Regions from separate parts of the Capsicum annuum genome. Here region 2 is linked to region 1. A link is a contact called in public Hi-C data. All regions are on one chromosome and are shown on one strand. The core of a region is the stretch at or near the end of the contact, and the rest is flanking DNA. Distances in the headings are between cores, read along the strand shown.

Region 1 (4,568 bases), core at 133-2,632:
AACTTAAGACTCTGATTTGTCCAACCTGTCCGCCCCACCCCGCATTAAATTTTCAACAAAATAGTTTTAACTCGTCCTGCACCCGCATATGGTCAAAACCGCGCCGCCCAATTGCCATCCCTACAGTCAGAAACAGCAGAGAAAAATATGTATTTGTGGCTTACTCTTTTACTTATAAGTTCCCAATGCCTATTGAATGATTGTGCGCGCTTCAACCAGTGAGACGCTTTGGAGAGGAAGTTGCTCAGCTGTTAAAAGAACTTTCTTTTTGTAACTTATTGCTTGTTCATTAAATCAAATCCAAGTTGTTGTACAGCTTTGGAGCCAATTATCAAAGTCTAATGGTAGGCACACTTTTTTGATGTTGCTTGCAGCTTTCATTCCAGATGTGGACAAATCAGATGCAGGAAACATTGAACTCCAAGAAAAAGGGTGATGCTGCTTTCAGGCACAAAGATGCTAAGGCTGCTGTCGAATGCTATACACAGGTAGGAATTCACGATCCTCCGTGATAGGTTCAGTTTCCACGGGTTTCAATATGAGTAGCAAGACTCTTCTTCCAAACTTGAGGTTCCAATTTGTACTTTTCAGATGTGTGTTCTTAGACGAGATAAATGTTAGTAGTCTAATGCTTTATACAGTTGATTAAGTAACAAAATGGTCTAAAGAGATGTTAACATGTTCTTGAGATTATTAATGAGTGCTTAGAAGAGTAGATTTAATCTATTTAAAGTGCATCATTCATTTAATACTTGGATTGGTTTATACAGTTTATCGATGTTGGAACCATGGTCTCCCCAACTGTGTATGCACGGCGTAGTCTGTCTTATCTCATGAGTGATATGTCACAGGAAGCCCTGAATGATGCAGTACAGGCACAAGTAATATCTCCTGTATGGCATATTGCTTCGTATTTACAGGCTGCTTCTCTTTTTGCACTGGGAAGGGAAAATGAGGCACACATTGCACTTAAAGAGGGTTCTGTTCTCGAAGAGAAGAAGAACACAAATTCCTGAAAGTGGTGAGTTAAGCCAGTGTGATCTCTATTTTATTGCTTCGTTGCTGATGGGGACTTGGACATAGATCACAAAAAGGTCACTGTGGAGAGGCTGTTCTTAGATCACAAAAAGTTCACCGTGGAGAGGCTGTTCAATCTATCTCCTCGTGCATGCAATCATTTAGGTTCGGTTTACTTCAGAGAATTCTTTTGCAACATAATTGGATGTGAGGGGGGTTCGATTTGGTCATGGCTTTTGTGGACGGGGAATAATCCAATGCTGTTGGTTCCTTAAGGATCTAACATCTGTGGAAAAGGAAAGCTGGAGAACACTTCTGTGCTGTAATTTATGTACAGTGCTATTTGGCTGCACAAATTGTTTTGTCTCTCTCTTGAAATCATCCTTCCTTTTCTTCTCTTGGAGTTGGGGGTCAATATCCTTTCTTTGTGTTGTAATTTACTTTGCAGTGCTTATGTTAAGTACAGTCGTTACTGGTCTGTCTAACTTTCTGAATGTTGTTTGCATCTTTTATGTCAACAATTACTCAGTTTGAATGTTTGTGCAATATTATCTGTACAGCTGGTAGCTCATTCATATATTTTTGAAATTTAATTTCTCGTCTTTAAGCTTTGTTATATTTGCATAGATAGGTTGAGAGAATGTACTATTCTCTCCTTATATGGCCTTTGGGTAATTCTCACCCAAGGGTTAAATTTCGCGGGTGAGGTAGGCGTGCGATTTTTTTATTTTTTAAATCAGGTGTAAGGTCAATTCTGTTACACAGTCAAATCGAACCGACGAATCAAAACAAATCGAGAAAAAAAAATCAACTTATGATTTGGTTTGATTGGTTTGGCGTTAGAAAAAAATTGATCATTCTTGGTTTGGTTTGGTGTTAACAAAAAATAAGTTAAATCGAATCCGAATCAAACCGACATAATATATATATATATATATATATATATATATATTAATTATACATGAAATATTAATTATACATAAAATATTAATTATAATTTACTTTTTAAATACTTTTTCAATTAATTTTAATAATTTTCAATAATTTGAAAGTAGATGTAGATATATATTTAGATTTGAGCCTTTAAAATGTAATATTTGTTTATTAATTGCTAATTAAATGAACGAAAATTCAATATAAATTTAAAACCTAAACTTTTTATTTTTCATCTCACTTTTTAGTTTCAAGAGAGTTTTTCGCTCCTTATTTTTTCATAATTATGGTTTTTCATTAGCACATGAGTGAAAACATATTTGATCTAGTCTTCAATTACAATATAATTGTAAACTAAAGATTCTAAAAGAAAATTAAAAAAAACTGAAAAAATCGAAAAACTTGAAAAACGGACTAAAATTTAAATCGAAAAAATCAATTTTATGTTGGTTTGATTTAGTTTATAGTTTTAATAAACCGATATGATTGTTTTTTTTTTCTTTTTAATAAAAATCGAATCAACCCGACCTATGTACACCCCTAACCATAGTATAGGAATTAGGGTGTGGATGGTATGGAAGAAAATACACGATTGATAAAATGCTCCGATTTTTCATTCTCATATGAGGCCGAAAAATTCTGGAAAATGTTTTCTAACTTTTCAATGCTTGGTTGGTTAAATTTTGAAAACGTTTTCTCGAGAAAAAAAAGTTAGAAATTGGGAGAAAAGCAAGAAGTTTAATTATTTTTTTTGAAAAAATTACAAAAAGTAGCATATTTAAGATTATAATTACAATAAATAGAAATATTTTTGTGAAATTACAGTTTATAGCAAGAATAACATTATTCCGTCATTAATTAGACAAACACTTGTTTTACTCCTACTATTTTACCTTTTTCTATTTTCACTTCACTATTTCACTTATTTCAATATATTCGTATCTTCTATTCTTTCTTTGTCATCATATTTTTTTATTTTTTTCTTTTCACTTTATTTTCTCTCTTCTGTTTCTCTTCTTTTTTTTCTTTTTCATTTTTTTTCTCTCATATTTGCAAATAATTGTTTTCATGATCTTCAAAATTTCAAAATAAAACATCATTACTGTTTTTTTCTCTCTTTCACTCTTTTATATCTCTAACTTTTTTTCTTGTTAGTTTTTTTTTCATCTTTGTTTATCATTTTATTTTTATTTTGATTTCTTTTTCTTTTTCATTTTTCTTTCCACTTTATTTTCTTTCGTCTATCTCTCTTTTTTTTTCCCCTTTTTTTCTTTATTTTTTTCTTTTTCTTTTTCTTCCTTTCTCATATCGTTTTTCCTTTTCCTACTTTCGTTTTTTTATTTCTTTTTTTCTTTTATTTTGACACTTCTATTTCTTTTCTTTTTTCACTTCTTTTTTTTTTTCCATTTTTTTACTCTTATATATCTAACTTTTATTTTGAAAAGACAAATATGTATATCACATACACATTTTAAAAATATATAAAATACACCGCCATACAATCTGAATATTTATTTACAGTACAAAACATACATATGTATCTGCATATGTATTTTCAGAAATACATATCTCACTCATATGTATATATAAACATATATGACGCAAAATCTTTATAACAAAAAGGACAACTATATACATATACATATGGGTAATAAAAAAAATACATGATACATATCTTAAACAGTAAAAATATAAATAAATTCATATGTTACCACCTAGAATGCCATAGAACAGTTCAAAGTAAAATACAACACCGTGCAAAAATACTTATAGATATATATTTATATATATAAAATACTAATACGTGCACACGCCCCCAAAAAATTTATAATACATTTGTGACATAATACATCTACCTAATTGCGCTTAAACTACAAGTTTCTTCTTGTTCATGTAGACACCACAAATATTCTTATGACAAAAAATCGTGTATTGCTCCTTTGATAACATTGCCTTAATACGTTCTTCAATATCATTGACTGTGTGACATTCTATATGTGGTGCAAACCTTGAAAGTACTCTTGCCATGAATATATGATCACTCAACACCTATAGAACAAAATAATGACATAAATCTATATTACATGTACTTTTCACAAAAATCTAATACAAAATACATAGTATGCATATGTTTTCTTTTACATAATATATATTATATTAAAAAAAATACATATAACTCTACATATGTATTTACAGAATATATGCTTGATCCCTATATATATATTACTATACAAAAAATACAAATATGACTCTGATATGTATTTACGAAATACATATCATATTCATATTAAACAGTAACAAACATAATTATACTATATATCTTCATATGTATTTACAAAATACAAAGATGGCTCATATAAAATAAGAATATACATATGAATCAGGTATGTATTCTGTAAATACATATGCAGAGCTATATGCATTTTGTACAGTGTTAGATTTATCTTTGAACTGTTCTATATCATTTTAGAGGGTAACATATGTCATTATTTATATTTTTTACTGTTTAAGATATGTATCATGTATCTTTTGATTACCTATATGTATATGTATTTAGTTATCCTTTTGGTATATACAAATGCATATTCATACGTATTTTTATATAGTGTTAAATTTAT
Region 2 (4,798 bases), core at 1,944-4,443, 190 kb after region 1:
TCAAAAGTCGGAAAAAGAGGAGATCCCTTCTGGGGTTGGACAAAGAAGACAAGAAGTCAAAGAAATCAGTGGCTTCTGGACATAAAAGCATTGGACTACAACATCATTCAAACCAAAGTTATTGTATCTATTTTTATTTACTAGCACACTAACACATTAATTAGAGGAATGTTGATGTCTTTTCTTCTTTCCCTTATTGATGGTGAAACACCACAATATATGGGTACAAAAGGTGGCTCGATATACAAAGCATCCTGGATTAGCAAGTCCAGAAAAAGGCCGCACCTCAAGGGGCGCAAGTACTCTAATGCAAGCACTAGTGGCTACTACCATAGGTCGAACCGGTGACCAATTGATCACACAAAGTCGACTTTACTATTGCTTCAACACTCCCCCTTCAAATATATATAAAATCATAGTAAATAGCTCAAAGACAAACCACAAAATCATCACTACATGGCAATTGTCTTTTTTTCCAACAATATCAAAATTACCACAGGAACAAAAATAAAACAAAACAGTAGTAAATAGATCAAAACACATTTTTAGTTTTATTAGCCTTTCAAATCAACTACTCATATAAAGAAGAAAGCATGAAAGTGCTACTAAAAGAATCCCAAAGACTAGCACATTATGGCAATCCAAATTTAATCTGTACATCAAGATCATCAACTTCAGAAAGTGAAGTAGAAGAAATTAAAACCAGGTTATTGCAGTTAGTAAATAACTCGAACGATTAAAGTCCTGAAGTTCACCTAGCTAAATAGAAGTCAAAACTTTACATGTACGCCTTTGCGATACCATGCAGAAGTATCATACACAAATTACTTGCTGTCAAATTCCACAAGAATCACGAATCAGATCAAAAGATGCAGCTAGACGAGAATCCAACATCAAGAACTGAATGATGAGCTGAAACTACACCATTTTTTGTTCGCAGAAGTCATTTTGCAGCTATAAAGACAACTATGTACACTAGTGACTCCGAATTATATGTCCAAAAGTGTAATGTACAACAACTACACTCTTTCCACGGATTACACAGGAAGATTGTCCAGTTGTGGATATCCATCAAAGGCAAACTCAGTTTCAACTTGTCCGACACAAATTTCCAGTAAGAAAATTTCCACCGGAGAATAAATTAAGTTGTTGTTCACCCATGGGAGAATTCCCATTTTGTCCAGTCTTCTTCATTGAAGAAATACCTTGTTGAACTTACATGGAGGGTGAGACATCCAGAGTTCCAGGTATACTTGAATGATCAGAGGCACCGAAAGCTGATCCGACATTTTGTAAACCCCAATCCTGCTATTTTTGTTGATGCACTTCTTCAAAAATATCATAACCAGCAGGGAATCCTCTAGATCCTTTAATATCAGAGTTAACCTCTTCTTGAAGCAATCATTTAAATGTCGGCGTTGACATACTGGAGTTACTACTCACAAGAGGAAAACTGTTGCTTTGCAACTCTGTAGTTTGATTTAGCGAGAAATTTACCATTGTAGATGCTTGGGAGACTCGATTGTATATCGTACCTCGTACACTGTCAACAATGCCATTTCGTGATAAGATTGCAGCAGGTATCCCGTTTGAGGACAAAGGTTGTGAAACGGACAATGGAGGCCATGAAACTTGACCATTATTGGATTCATTTAGCATTTGAGCCCTTGACAGTTGTTTTTGTTGTTGTTGAGACATATGCATTAGTAGAGCATTATTTTGTTGCATTCTAGTGTTCCATATTCATCGCCACAAAGGACTGCAAGGACTGGTGCAGATCTACTAGCTGCTTCGGTTCCATAGTCGTTGGGATCCCATAAAGTAAGTTAATATTGTTGCTGTCCCTCGGGAAATCTCAACTTGGGATTTTCAAAGATGAAAAGGTTTCCTTGATTTACTAGATGCATAGATGTGGCAGATTTTGTCGCAGACCTACCTAGTGCAGCTGCCTAGAGGGTAGCAAGACTTTGTATGGGAAGTTGACCAGTGGCAACTAAAGCTTGAAGCTCGAGCCCACTGAAAGAAGTCATTGTCCCATATGTTGCTTCCGGATGTCCCATGAACAAGTTATTTAATCCATTCTGATGCTGTGATACACCGCTCAACCTCCTGAGGTATAACCGGTATTTCTGCAGTACCTGATTACCATCAATAAGCACTTCACTAAGAAACTAAAGAAATATTATCAACTACTAAATTGTGCATGAAACCGTACATTCCTGTATATTCTTGAAAATGAAAGAAGTAAAATTGTTCAGTACCTGAAAGTAGCTGGCAACATTTTCTCTTGTTAGTCCGGGAACATTCATCAGTTCAAGAATTTTCTTGGGAACAGCCTCTGAAAGCATCGCCAGGATTGGCAACATTTCAACCAACGATTATAACATGAACAAGTTAATTTATTTTACTTCTTACTCCAAAATAAAGTATTGATTTTCAAGTTTCACATGATTTCTCCCTAGTTTTCAGTGATATGACACAATAATTCACTTTATGGACCCACATATACAGAATGAACTCAAAAGATACAGGCTCGAAGTAGGAAACGACAATAATCATCTGCAAGAGCAGTTACAAAAATATGGATATTGAGGAAAAAGTGTTGAAAGATGCAAATTCATAAAAAGCAACATATGAATCTTGAGAAATAAATTATGAAAGATCCAAATTCATCAGAACAATATAATCACATATGAATTTACAGCAAGAACTGTATGAACATCGTCGGAATCCTTAGAAACGTCAAAAGGGGAGCCAGCTCCAAGGGCGTATTATAATAAGTCGGAATCCCATAGCTTTTCTGAAAGGTAGGTGAAGACATCAATTTTAGGTGACTACAACTCCAAAAACGAACCCTATATTGATTTTATCAGAAGAACCCTAATGCATCAATTGAGCATCAAACAGTGAATGTGACAATCGATCCAACAAGCGATTTATACCATCGACAGTCGTGGGGAACCTTAGAAAATGACAATCAATCTTTCCCTTTCGAATGAATTCAAACAGCAGTAGCGGTGAACCCTAGAATGAAAATTTTCTTTCAGGAGAGAGAAAGAATAAGGCACAGAGAAAGACCCGATTCTTTTACCTTTGTTATTCCACTTTGGGTCGGGTTATTTTATTTATGGGTCGGGTTGAATTTTTAATTTGGGCTGTGAAATTAAAGATGACGTGAATGGTGATGTGGCATGACTACAAACCTTTTTTCACCTGGGTGACATGCTTTTAGAGGAAAGGATATTTTTTAGCCAGAAATATTTTTGAGCCAAAAAATTAATGAGAGATATTTTTAATTTATTTTAGATAGTTTGGGAGTATTTTTAACCTTTTCTGTTGATTTTATAAAGTGGATTCCACCATATCATTCCACTTCACCTTCTTCTCTTTCTCCTCAACTAACTATTTTTGTTTCTCTTGTTTTTAGCTCCTTCGTTTTCATCTGTTTTTATTAAATTGTAAAGCTAACTTTATAATATAAAAAAGAATAATTCATTAAGATGTTTTTGATTTAGTTATCTAATTTTAAATTTATAATATATTTTTTTTAATTATTATGTACACTTTATTCTATTATAAAATTTATAGTTTAATTATTATTATTATTATTATTATTATTATTATTTTAATTTATTTTACGTAGAAGTCATTCAAATTTAAAAATTTGTAACATAAAAGTATCTTTTTTCTTAATTTTTTGTCACTTAAAAGTCATTTAACTTTGATCAAGTTAATTAAGAAGTAAACTTCATTTGTATTTTGATATATCATAAAGAAAATACGACAAGGGTCAAAAATAAATTAATTATATTCAGGATGATATTAGAAGTATCTCTAATATTTTACTTTTTAACAAATAACTTGTTGGAGGTATACAATATTATACTTGCTTTCCTTAGTTTGATTTCTTTATAATAATTTTTATCTAATATTAGTAATATTGAAGAAATTGTAATTTGACTATTTTCTACACTGATATATGTATTTGTATAGTAAATTTTGTAAACACCTTTTGAAAAAATAAATAAATATTTGTACTAAATTTTAAAGATAGGATACTTTTATGTCACAAAATAAAAAAGTATTTTTTATATATCAATTTTTAAACTTAAATGACTTTTATATTAAAAAAATTGAAATCAATATTAATTTTTGTATGATAGACTAAATGTTAGGTGATCGTCGATAAATTTGACCTATTTTTGATTTCAGTTATTCAATTTTTCAATTCTTCTAATTTTCTTCTGCAACATGCTACGTGTAGTTCCACAACCTTTGCATACCTCAATTATTTTTAAAAAAATTATGAAAAAAAATTAATTGCTCATAAAAAATATTGATTTAATTTCATAATAATTTGAGAAAAAGACATAGAAGGAGTAAAAGTAGTAGAGAAAAATTATATATGTGAATCATTAACTACCTAAAAAGTGGAATCAACTCTTATCTTTTTATCAGTAAAAGGATGCTCTCGCATAAGTACAACTTCACATGTCTCTGACCTAATGAAATTACTGCAACAATACTAAATTTTTAGGTACAATAAAGTACCTCAAGCAAAATATTGTAACTAAATGAGTACTTTTTGTTTCATATTCTAAAAAATTATGGCAATTGTTAAGTTTTTGCTTCAAGTTCCATAACTATTTGTTATGGCGAAATGAATTTTGATAGAATTTTGTAACTAATAATCATTTTTTATCATGAATGAAAATTTGTTGTAGCAACACTAGATTAAAAAAAGGTTACATTTGAGAGCGGGATATTATATCTTGTCTATATAGTGACTGAACAATCT

The links. A called contact is a pair of places that touch in the nucleus more often than the background predicts.
Region 2: a Hi-C map of leaf shows a contact between it and region 1, with 2.3 times the contacts expected there. The contact joins the promoter of LOC107855951 here to the enhancer-like site in region 1. A contact is called at or near these places in 4 of 5 Hi-C or Micro-C datasets (bud, leaf, pericarp and 1 more).

Annotation. Positions count from the first base shown.
Region 1 is chr11:164,994,134-164,998,701 of UCD10Xv1.1, forward strand. LOC107853277 (serine/threonine-protein kinase BSK7) reads left to right here. Exons shown (of 11, transcript XM_047399051.1): 10 at 375-488; 11 at 771-1,592. The coding sequence ends at 1,016. Among protein-coding and RNA genes, the nearest start is that of LOC107853277, 24 kb to the left of the region's middle. Within about 2 kb of position 1,383, at least 2 of the 5 cell types and tissues checked have an H3K27ac peak or open chromatin away from gene starts, as enhancers often do. A contact at or near this core is called in leaf, where this site is marked.
Region 2 is chr11:165,182,967-165,187,764 of UCD10Xv1.1, forward strand. LOC107855951 (two-component response regulator ARR1) reads right to left here and starts at 3,194. Exons shown (of 2, transcript XM_016700949.2): 1 at 2,262-3,194; 2 at 529-2,138. The coding sequence starts at 2,366. The coding sequence ends at 1,950.